Regions from separate parts of the Sus scrofa genome. Here region 2 is linked to region 1. A link is a contact called in public Hi-C data. All regions are on one chromosome and are shown on one strand. Each heading gives the region's core, a stretch centred on a gene start, on an enhancer-like site or on the middle of the called end of the contact. The rest is flanking DNA. Distances are from core to core; before and after follow the strand shown. Region 1 has its middle 220 kb from the start of TGFBR2. Region 2 holds the start of TGFBR2 (TGF-beta receptor type-2).

Region 1 (5,921 bases), core at 1,846-4,345:
TTGATTTACAGTGTTGACTTGCAAGGTGAATCAGTTATAATGTACATATATCTATTCTTTTTTCCCATACAGGTTATTACAGAACATTGAATAAATCTCTCTGTGCTATATAGTAGGTCCTTGTTAGTTTTCTGTTTTATATATAGTGGTGTGTATGTGGTAATCCCATCCTTTCAATTTATCCCTGCTCCCCCCACCCCTTTTCTTCTGTTTGTTCTTTTTTGCCAAGAGAGATTTTTTTTTTCCCCCAGCACTTAGCTTAGACATGGATTCTAGGAAAGGCGATAAATGATGTGGGCCATGTTCAATCACTGACTGAATGTGGAAGAAGAAGGGAGAGTATATTTTTACTGGACTTTGATTTGGTTCAGCAGCCAGAAGGTAGAGAAGAGGATAAGAGAGGTATTTTGGTTTTTTTGACTTGTGTGTTTGTTTGACTTGTTTTGGTGTGGCCGTAGGCAGTTGTATCTGCAGAAGCCTTTTCCACTGTGTGCTGGCAGCCTTGAATTAGGCACGCAGGGTGACCCCTTCCCCTGGCACGCTGATCTCTCGTGGAGGCTGCCTTGATACCTCCTTTGGGCCATGTGCAAACTCAAAGTGTGTGACAACCAGGTCCCCATGTTTTCCAGCCCTGGGACACCTGTAATATGTCCCCAGGACCTGGTGACATGGAAATGGGCCTCCCTGTCCTGCCCTTTGCACCCTACCTCACTTCCCTGCATGTTTACTTCAAATTAGAAAAGACAGTAACCATTAGTTTAATATTTTTCAGTTGCGTGCCATCTGGAAACAGTGGGGGGGCATAGATTGAGTTATTCTTTCAAATTAATGTTATTTGCATCAGAGATGGATTGAGTAGTCACCAACTCAAAAGCTAGCTGGGGGTGCATCACTGTGGAACAAAAACATTATTGGTAACATGAAAAAGAAGAGAGCTGTGTTCACCAACACTCCCTTGGAGAGAGAATACTGCTCACCAGAAATGAGGTAAACAATACCAATATAAGTATGCAGAGACAGAAGGATGCAGGAAATATGGATTCTATGTGGTTGGAAGGAATTCTTAGCTTGAAGTGGGGTTAAGCCCACAAGGAAACTGCTCAGGTAACAACAGATTATCATTGATCAGCTCTGGGAACAGGGAGGCTTCCTAGGTCTGCTCTTGATCTGTGCTGTATCGTAGAAATTCCTCGAAGTTTCTATTCTATAGCTGGGGTCATTTTTCTAGATCCCAGGGCTGATAAAATACTTCTTCTTTCTATTTTTATATTCACTTGGACTTTGTAGTGGATCTCTAATGATTTAATCATATGATTTTTTTCAAGTTGCCACACTATTTGGATCTATCTATTCACAGACTTGAAAAATCTTGGCTTTCTTAAAAAAAAAATCCTGATTTTCATGTATAAACATCGACACACATTTCAGACTCCAAGATGAATTTGTTTCCAGAGTTGATTAAGCTGTACTGTTAAGGGCATGATGATATATTGGAAAAGTTTTAGGCAGTAAGTATATCAGCATACCAGGAAGAAGTTCTAAGCATGGCTTGACTTTGATGTTCCCAGGTTTTTTGTTTTTGTTTTTTCTTCTCATGGCCACAAGCACAGCATATGGAAGCTCCCATGCTAGGGGTCGCATCTGAGCTACAGCTGCCTGTCTACGCCACAGTCAAGCAATGCTGGATCTGAGCTGCATCTGAGAGCTATGCTGCAACTTGCAGCAACACCAGATTCTTAAACCACTGAGCAAGGCCAGAGATTGAACCCACATCCTCAGGGATACTATGTTGGGTTCTTAACCTGCTGAGCCACAACAGGAATTCCCAATGTTCCCAGGTTTTTTATGCTTCCCACAAAAGATATAAAATCACCCAAGCTTGTTCTTTAGAAATGTAAGAAGTGGGAAAACAAATAAAAAAAATTGATACAACACTGTAAATCAACTATACTATTATAAAAATAAAATAAAATAAAAGAATAATTGTAGCTGGATATTAGGCCTCAGCACCAGTATTTTTTGTAAATTTGTGAAAGAACACATGGACAATTCCCTCATCCTCTTGTAGCTCAATTTCCCTTCTTTTTTTTGATCAGTGTTCCACTTTATTTATTTGTCATTTGGTGGTATTTGTTGTTTTTGTTTTTATTTTATTTTTTATTAAAGTATAGTTGATTTACATAGTTTCAGGTATACAACATAGCAATTCAATATTTTTAATAGATTATACTTCATTTATTTATTTTTAAAATTTTATGGGAGTATAGTTGACTTACAACTTCGTGTTAATTTCAAGGGTTCAGCAAAGTGACTCGGTTATACACTTACACACATCCATTATTTTTCAGATTCTTTTCCCATCGAGGTTATCATAGAATATTTAGGAGAGTTCCCTGTGCTATACAGCAGGTCCGTGTTACTCATCTAGTCCATGTCTAGTAGTGTGTATATGTTAATCCCAGACTCCTGATTCATTTTTCTAATTTTTCAAAATTGGTGTGACCATACCTAACTTAGGGTATTCTCATGAGGACAAATCATTACCTGATGCATAGTAACTCCCTGTTAAGTGGAAACAGTTATTCTCATTAGAACTTTCATGTAGTAGTAGATTTTTGAGTTGGTTTTTAGAACACCAAATGTGCTCAAATTTACCCAGAAGGAATAAATACTATAAATAGCAGCAGCAACACAAAACTCCACTGGAATGGATCTGTGACAATTACATGATTAATACAAATGCTGGAGGTTTTCCCATCAGGAAACCGTTTATAGCATTGAGGCAATTTTCAAATCAAACCAATCGTGTTCAGATTTTCCCAGATATTACAGATATCAAAGAGCTGTGCTGCTTGAATTTTTGTCAGAGCTATTAGTTCTCAGGACTGCATTCAAGAATAGCTTCCTCTGTGGTTCCTTCCCATCACACCCTCTTGAAATCGCTGTTACTCTTGTGTCATGTTGACCCTGTCCCCTTGTTCCCTGGAATCTTCCCTTCCTCTGGGGAGTGTTGTTCTGCCTTGGGTACCAGGGGCCCAGCAGGCTCAGCCTCACCACTGCTTCCCAGGTAGGCTGCTCCCTCCCCTGCAGTTAGATGGAGGTTTCACCCCATCTGCTCACCTAATGAAAAAGGTTGCTGCCTCTTTCACATCTGAGAGCTCATGCCCATAACAGGAGGCATGGATTCAACCCGGTGGGAAGACTCTGGGAGAACAGTCTAGCAGGGGAGATCAATAAGATAGAACACAGGAGCCTTCTGGCTTCATTTAACCTTATCTCAAAAACCAAGGCAGGTATCTTCCTACTAGAAGCTAAGCGATTGAGGTGATGCTTTTAGATATGAAGTTTGTCTTTTGAAGGATAACATATCAAGGATGCGTTTTGAAGGATAACACGTCATTTTTGAAGGCTTCCTGAAACAGGGAGGTGTGGGTTTGTGTATGAGAAGGGATAATGGAAAAAACTCATATTATAGTCAAAGTAGAAAACAAATATGACTAATAGAGTCTTTAAGAAGTTATTTAACTGTTCTTACCAATATTTCTAGCATTAAAGACCTGAAATTATCAGATTATTAGCCCCTCATGGGAATGAGGGATGCCTCAGGAAATTCAAATGATAAGCAAACCCTCTGGGTGTATTTAGAATTTGATTAAAATACACTTACATATATTAGGTGTAGAGGGCAAAATAAAACAGGCTCTCAGATCTAATATATTAGGGAAATGTACACTGCTTTTGGAGAAAAGAAATTAAAACACATGTGCACACACACACACAGCTGAAACTCATTTGGGAGCTTCTGTTTGACATTAAATCCTAGATGGATATGCTTATTTCTTTCATCATCTCCCCTAACCTGTTCCTTTTCTGGCATTTCTTATCTGGAATGCAACCATCTTTTCCCCCAGTTATAAGACCCAGGAGTGTAGGAATCATTCTAGATTTCAAGCTCTGACTTCCTTCTCTATCCAGTCCGTCACCAATGCTGTCTCCTTTTAGCCCCTGAACTGCTCGCCAGCCATCTCACCCTGCCCTCCCCCTCCTTCTGACTTTGGTTCCGTTCCAGCCTTTGCCTGGATGATCAACAGGACTCTACCTGATCACCTGGCTTTCAGTTTTGTTTCATCCAAGCACATCATCATTTACATACAACATCTAGTCACTCCTAAGACAGAACATGGTCAAGTCTTTCCTCAGCTTTAAGCCCTTAAATAGTATCTTAGTGGTAATTAGAGACAACGGACTGCCTAGGATGGCACCATAAGATTTGCACATAAGGGAGTATGTATATAGATTTTCTTTTTTAGGGATATTGGTAGTCATGGAGAACTGGGAGCAATTTGAGCTTCCACCCTTGAGTGGATGGGAAAAAACCCAGTAGTGGGTATAAACCCCAAGTACTAGATAGCAATGGGAAGCAATGGATAATAGATATATGTGAGAACATGAATGGATGATGTAATTAGAGAAGTGCTGAGTGCAAAAATAAGAAATAAATGAGATATAACAACACTATTTATATAATTTAAAAATACAACACAAAACTATCAGTATATACCTTGAAAGAACACATACAAACAGAAAGATACATAGCTGACCCTCTGTATCCAAGGGTTCCACAGCAATAGATTGGACCAACCAAGGATCCGAAGTATTCAGAAAAAAATTCCAGAAAATTCCAAAATGCAAAACTTGACATGCCATTCATTAGCAACTATTTACATAACACTTACATTGTATTAAATGTGATAGGAAATCTAAAGATGATTTAAAATATGCAAGAGGATGTACTCAGGTTCTACGCAAATACTTCATTTTATGTAAGGGATTTGAGGATCTTTGGAATTTGGTATCCAAAGGCTCCTGGAATCCATCCCCCACAGCTACTGAGGGACAGCTACACATGTGAAGATTCAGAATCATTGCCAAAGGTAGGGAAGGGGAATAGAATGAGACTGGGAAATGAGGATTAAAGCGAAAAAACTTAAAATTATGAAACAAGGTAATATACGTGAACTAATGATAAAAATGTGGCCCACATTGAAGATAATCACTAACTTCACTTTGAACCCAAGATTTGAAAAAGAGAAAAAACGGGCCAAGTCGCATTCCAACTGTCTTAACCACTGCCCCCCTCACTCCCCCCTCCAACACACTAATACAGTGAGAAGGGCAGGGTGCTGGGTGATGGAGGGCTCCGTATCTTTATTCAGAAACCATTTTATTTGCTATTTTTATTGATCAGAGATATTTAATTGCCAAATAGGCTCTGATAAATGCAACCATACCAGGTTGGGATAATTCCAATGCAAAAGAATATTCTGCTTTACTCAGACTGAATGTCCCTAGCAAGAGTTTTCAATTATTGATTACAATTTGTCCATCCTCCTTACTATTTATGTTAAACTGAGGCTCCCAGTTTGAAAGCTCATGTTTTTCAGTAAATTGCTCAAACCTGTGGCAGTCATGAATTCTCCTAATTACATTCTGGGGGTGGGGGGAGTTTTAGGCTTTGTAGGGGCCATAAAGTAGTCTAGAATGAGGCAGGATTGGAAAAAGGTAAACATGGCTGTGTGGGAGAGGAGAAGGTAGCCATGAGAAAAGTTATGTTTGCTAACAAAATAATTCATGCTACATGGAATGTCTATTTCATTATTTTTTGTATCTTTTTCTACATTTCATATGCATTTTTAAAAATTATAGTTAATTTATGATGCTGTGTTAGCTTCTAGTGTACAGCAAAGTGATTATGTTATACATACATACACATATATATATGCATTGTTTTAAAGTTCTTTTCTATTATAGGTTATTATAAGATAGTGAATATAGTCTCCTGTGCTACACAGTAGGTCCTTTTCAGTTGTATATTTTTATATATAATAATGTGTATCTGTTGATTCAAAATTTCTAATTTA
Region 2 (5,921 bases), core at 1,507-4,006, 220 kb before region 1:
TAAGGCAGGGTTCCACCTTGAAAAAAAGGCAAGGAATCCAAAATGTGATGAGTATCTTATATACACCAAAACTGCTTAAAAATAAGATGTTAGCAATGGAAGTGGCCTAGAGGTGAAAATGCGCTTTCTGGGAATAAAAACAAATAGACCATAGACCAAAGATCAAATTCTGGACCTAGTGGTTTCCTGTCTGTGACTCTAACAAAATCAGCAGTGATTTGGAGAAAGAATTTTATCCATATGACACTTTTACCAACACTGAGTTCTCAACAAGAATCTCTTGTTAGGTGTTTGAAAAGTAAAAGTCATATTTTCATATATGAAGCGTTTTCAAACATTTAAAGTTTTCCCTCCAAGAATAATTATTAAATTTGGAGCATATAGGAAGAGTGAATCTACTAAGTCAAAAATAAAAACTAAAAAACATTTAAGTATATATCTTAGTGAAGTTTGCTCTTATGCTGAAATCTTCTGCTCACTTGTCAATATACTGAACATAAGATGGATTTTTTTTAAGTAACTTGAGATGAGGCTGTAAACATTTTCATTTCCTTTTATCTTATCATGCATTAACATATTTTGAAAAAAATGTCTTTACAGTTTACCGATTATGTTAGGAAAATCTGAAACTATTTACTTCCCTGGAAAATGCAATGCAAGTGGAATTACGTTTCTTGTCTTCATTAGAGCTACCTTTGACCTTCAATTATCTTCAAAAATATAATTTCAAATGAATACTAATTCAAAACGATTCCTTAGCTCAACCATTTTGAGGCTTTAATTCCACAGAAATATGACGTCTGCAGGGTTTGTAACACTGTTGAAAAGCCCAAATAAAGCACCAGTAGACTTTTAAGCTAATTATTTAAAAGTGTGTATAGAGATGAACTAAAACTGACTCATGAACTACTGAGCCTGGAATCTGCAAATCATAAATCTTATCCTTGTAAACAAAACCTAACAAAATCAGGGCCTGCTAATTTCCTTCTTTCGTAATCTGAAACAAAAGTTTTAATGACTTTCAATGTACATAGAAAATTAAGGGTGCCCATTAAAATATTTATTGGCAAACTATAACTCAGTTTTTAAGAGTCTCATGTACAATCAGAGAGAACTGAACACTCTGGTACTGCAATGTAAGAAAACATCCAAGAATAAAGCAGCGGGATTTTATTAAACTGTAGAACACAAATTTGCATTAGGATTTTTTGTTTATAATAGTGCTTCTTCCTCATTCCATCAGAAACTCCCATCCTCACGCCACCCTCGATATAAGACAATTTTTAAAAGTTCTCAATCCACTTCAAGTACTCTGAACTGTCCCATGGAGAACATGGTGCAAATTTCTTCTAAACAAAACTAAAGGGAAGTCTGCCTCTGGTCCTTGGTAAACAAAGTGTGTGCCTTAGAGCCACAGGGGCTGTCAGATCTTCTACAAGTTATTCCAAATCTATACAGTGCATCTCCAGGTCACCAAAGGGCAAAAGAGAGACATTAGGTATTAAAGATGAAAGGAACGGAAAATGATCCAAGTCTAACCACATCATTTCACAGATGCAGAGACTGAGGCCCAGAAAGGTCCAAAGACTCAGTTACCAGACCCTAGATGCAGCTCCTCAGTTCTGTAGATCAGAGGTACAAAATTTCTAACGTTTAAGGTCTCAGAGGTTTGGTACTTTCCATAATAAATCAGTAAGAACGCAATTCTTGCATTTTTTCTCTCCTCAAAACTCTCTAGAGATCAAGATCAGGTGGGTAGGGGATTTAGGATTTTAACCCTTCCTTTCCACCAAACGTAATGAACCTCTAAACCTGGAAGGCGGGGTTGTTCGGTTCAGGCAACATCTCCAGCACCTAGCACGCAGCACCAAGCACCAGTACCTAGCAGGCACTCGGTAAATACTCTGTCTTCCACCTGACAACCCCCACTCCCTGCCCCATCCACTCCAAGCCAGCAGTGGAGCCAGAAAACTTTCTTTTGCCAACGCTCCTTTTCTTGAAACTTTTTTTCAGTAACTCCAGGCCAAGAAGCCAGCCGACGTAGGGGCATGTGGCCTTTGCCAGGAGCTGAGGATGGGGTGTCCTGCCCTTTAGGGGCTGCTAAGCGATCCTGGGCCGGGAACCAGGTGTGCCCGCTGCTCAGAGGCCGCCCGGGCCGCGTCCTGACTCTGCCGATCACCAACTTCTCAAACTTCCCTTTCCGGGGGTGGGGGCGGCCAGGACTGCCGGCACGGCGCCCTTCCTTCCCGCACAAAGGGGGCCGGGTGCGCCCCGCGCCCCCCGCCACGGCCACTCTCCGGGTTTTTGGAAAAGAAAAACGCACACGTCCCCGCGCGGGGCGCCGGGCCGCGGGGATCGGGGACACGTCCCGGCTTCCGCCCGCGCTCGCAGCCCGGGCCACTGTCAAGCGCAACCCGGTGGGGACCCGGGGACCCCAGCGCCGAGACCGGGTAGGGGCCACTCACCCGACTTGGGAACGTGCGGCGGGATCGTGCTGGCGATGCGCGTCCACAGGACGACGTGCAGCGGCCACAGGCCCCCGAGCAGCCCCCGGCCCATGGCAGCCCCCGCCGCTCGGCATAGACCGGCCCGAGCGCGCCCGCTGCGCCTCCACCCGCGCCCTCCGGACCCGCGCCGGGCGCCGGCAGCGGTGCGGCCAGATGTGGCGCCGCCCGGCGCGCGCAGGGGTAGCAGCGGGCGAGGCGCAGGGGCCCGGGCGGCCGAGGGGGTGCGCGGGAGGCCGGCCCGGCCGGCGGGTGCGCGCGCGGGGTGTCGTCGGGCCGGGCGCGCGAGTGACTCACGACTTCTCCCTGGCGCTGCGGGGGAAACAGGAAACTCCTCGCCAACAGCTGGGCAGGACCTCTCGCCGCCCCGGAGCCTGCTCCCCCGGCCCGGCTCCCGGCCCTCGCCCTCCCTCGCAGCTGCCAATCACGTCCCCGGGACTGCCCCTCCGGGGCTCTGGCAGACTTTGAGCTACCCCTCGCTGCTGTTGCCGGTTCCTCGCTCGAGGACCTACTGTGGAGCGACCTAGTGCAAGGGTTACAGAAAGTCACTGAACGCAGAAAGCATGAACCCTTTCCAAAGCACCCCTGCGAAGCATTCTCCCCTCCCCACTACCCTTTTTGAGTTTGTTCTTCAGTGCTTTAGAACGGAGTTTTCAAACTCCCAGGGGCAACCCAGCAGTGGGTGCTGAAACCTGAGTTGTGAGCACGTTTTTGGTTTTCAAATAGAAGAGTATTGTCTCCTTAAACTTTTGTTTCAATTATGTATGCCTACACTGTCACATTGTGATACATGTTTGTTACTGAAGGAGAAAGTCCAAAACTTTGTCTCCAAGTTTAATGTACTTATGGACTCCCTGAAAGTCTCGTTAAAATGCGGATTCTGCCTCAGTTCCTCTAAGAGACAGCATTTTGATAAGCTCTTGGATGATATCTCCCATTTTGAACCGCCTTTTTTTCCTGGGGGTGACTCAGTGTGTAATTGTACATGGTAAGACATCACAGAGTGGTAACAGTGGAAAATGTTACCTTCATTGTGTGTCAGGTATGGCAGAAAGTGTGAAAATAGTGGCCTGGGACTCAGCTAAGTGCCAGGTCTTGCCTTCTAATGCTCTGTGACAGGAGAGAACCCTGAGTCTGTCCCCTGAAAAGGGGGACATTGGTGGTAGCAGAACAGGACCAACTTTAAACTTTCCCTACTTGCTAGGTTGACCAGGTTTGCCCCAAACCATTCTGATGTACATCTGTTCCAAAACTAAATTATTAATAGAACCCTTTTCTTGTTCCCATGTGTCTCAGTTGGATAATGACTTATATGCTCACCCTACTTTCAGCCTTCCAAGTACAGCGTTCCCATCAGGAGACCTTTCACAATAAACTCCTTTATCTGAGAGAAAACTTGTTTGCAGAGGCAGGTGGCCAGGCTTACGTAGAATAAAGGCAACTAACTCTCCCTGGAAACCCAACCCCTGAAATCTTCCCTATCAATCTACGTTCTTCTGCTTGATCCTGGAGCCTTAAGTCTTGTCACCATTGTTCCACCCAGCCCTGCAGCTGCCTCTGAATGTGTCTTTTAGGAAAAGACTACTTCCTAGCTCTTTAATTTAGGAGCAGGAAGTGTGGTGAAATCACCAGGGCTGGACATCTTCCTTCCCACCAGCAGCCTCGCCAAAGCCACTCAAACCATGGAGGAAAGTTGAGTTCAAAATCAGCTTCTCCCTGTTTCCTCCACAGCTACCACCCCTGCCACCCACCATCATCCCTTGAGCAGGGGTCTCCCAAGCACTTGTCCCCAGTTAGGGCCATTCTGGGCCTTTTCACTCAATTTCTCAAATCAGAGCAAAAAGTTGGATTTTCAAAAAGCAAACCTGATTATACCAACCCTTCTATTAAAATCACTCAATGGCTTCCTGCTGCTCTAGAGACAGGGAGAAACCAGATCCTTTAAGGTGATTTTGAGTCCCCTCCTGTCTTCCCTTGGGCTTCTCCTCTCCTGCTGAGAGCACCTCCAGGCTCCTAGAACGAGCCTCTGTTCCTCAGGCCCCAGCTTCACCCCTTCCCCCAGGCACATTTCCCCTCCTCTGTCTTTCCTTGCCTCTCCACCCAGCCAACTCCTGGTCTTACTGGGGTGAATTGTGACTTCCTTGATGGGTGAGCTCTCCCTGACCTCCCCTCCCAGCAGACATTTTATTATAGATTCCCTTGGCACCATCGGCCTGCCCACTACAGCTGTAGTTTTGTAATAATCTGTGCCATTCTTTCCTCTCCCTTCTCTTTGGACTCAAGTCCAGATTTCTTGAGGACAGGAGTGATATCTTAGCTTCCACTCACTACTGTATCCCCAGGACCTAGATATTTAATAGGTATTTGTTGGATAAATGAACAAAGGAGGCCCTCAAGATTCATAAAAAAAAAAATGGAATTAATTTCCTCAATAACTCAATAAATTAATCATTCTAATGATTTTATAACTCAGGGAAAGGCATTCTAATACCTAACAAATTGAGATATAAACTGACTAGAGGATGATGTCATACTACTTCCTTTTCTTAAAAATGGAGAAGTAGGTGGTTTTGTTTTTTGGGTTTTTTTTTTTTTTTCTTTTCTTCTAAATTCACCCCAAGTTCCTCTGGAGAGTATACATACACTTCCTTATTCCCCAAAATACATGGAGGCAAATAAATGCTCAATTGACTCCAAAGGCCTTCTTTTTTATATTTGTTGCAAAGAACAAATGTTTTACATTGTTATCAGCCAGATTTGAGGTATCTGATTCTGTGGTGGAATATTTAACTGGTGGTCTCTGTCTTCATATATGACTAAAGTTGGGTTTAATTTTGTTTGCCTTTAACATTTCTGATTTAATCCTCATCTCCTGTGAAGTTAAGTCTGAATTCATTGCCAAGTGCAAACTTGTCTCTCAGAAACTATCACAGTGAAATCAGAGCCATGTAAACACTTGTATATTGCAATTGGACAATCTTAAAAATGTGTCAGTATGACCTTCCTTTTGGGAGCCTCACTGAAAGAGCACTCTGATACTCTCAATCAAGATGTGATCTTCACACAAAGTTGTGTATTTAACTTAATACAAATTTCTGTGTATTCACATAGGTGGTTAAGATACAGATGGAAAATGCAGGCCATTTGCTGATGGAAATAAAAAAAAATAAAAGCATGACTCAGGGCTCGAAAAACAAAGAGAGTACTTTTTAAGTCCTGACCAAGTTGAAAAAACAATAAAAACCAACTTGAACGAAAGTTAAACTGCTTGAATATCTTCGCTTGTCCAGCTTTACAAACTCTGACACACACGCAGAAAAACAACTGGACTGGATCAAAATGTGGTTAATGTCAGCCCTGCATTTCCCAGTTGTGATGAGGCAAGAACTTGTGTCTCCCCTGAACTTTTGGACACGC

The links. Hi-C and Micro-C count contacts between places; a contact is called where the count stands out from the background.
Region 2: a Hi-C map of retroperitoneal adipose tissue shows a contact between it and region 1, with 1.8 times the contacts expected there. The contact joins the promoter of TGFBR2 here to the enhancer-like site in region 1. A contact is called at or near these places in 6 of 47 Hi-C or Micro-C datasets (embryonic fibroblasts, fetal heart ventricle, heart right ventricle and 1 more) and 2 of 2 datasets of contacts at active chromatin or transcription factors (alveolar macrophages and skeletal muscle).

The regions. Positions count from the first base shown.
Region 1 is chr13:16,556,880-16,562,800 of Sscrofa11.1, reverse strand. No RefSeq gene overlaps it. Among named protein-coding and RNA genes, the nearest start is that of TGFBR2, 220 kb to the left of the region's middle. Within about 2 kb of position 3,095, at least 2 of the 83 cell types and tissues checked have an H3K27ac peak or open chromatin away from gene starts, as enhancers often do. A contact at or near this core is called in retroperitoneal adipose tissue, where this site is marked.
Region 2 is chr13:16,781,205-16,787,125 of Sscrofa11.1, reverse strand. TGFBR2 (TGF-beta receptor type-2) reads right to left here and starts at 2,756. Exons shown (of 7, transcript XM_021071493.1): 1 at 2,466-2,756. The coding sequence starts at 2,559.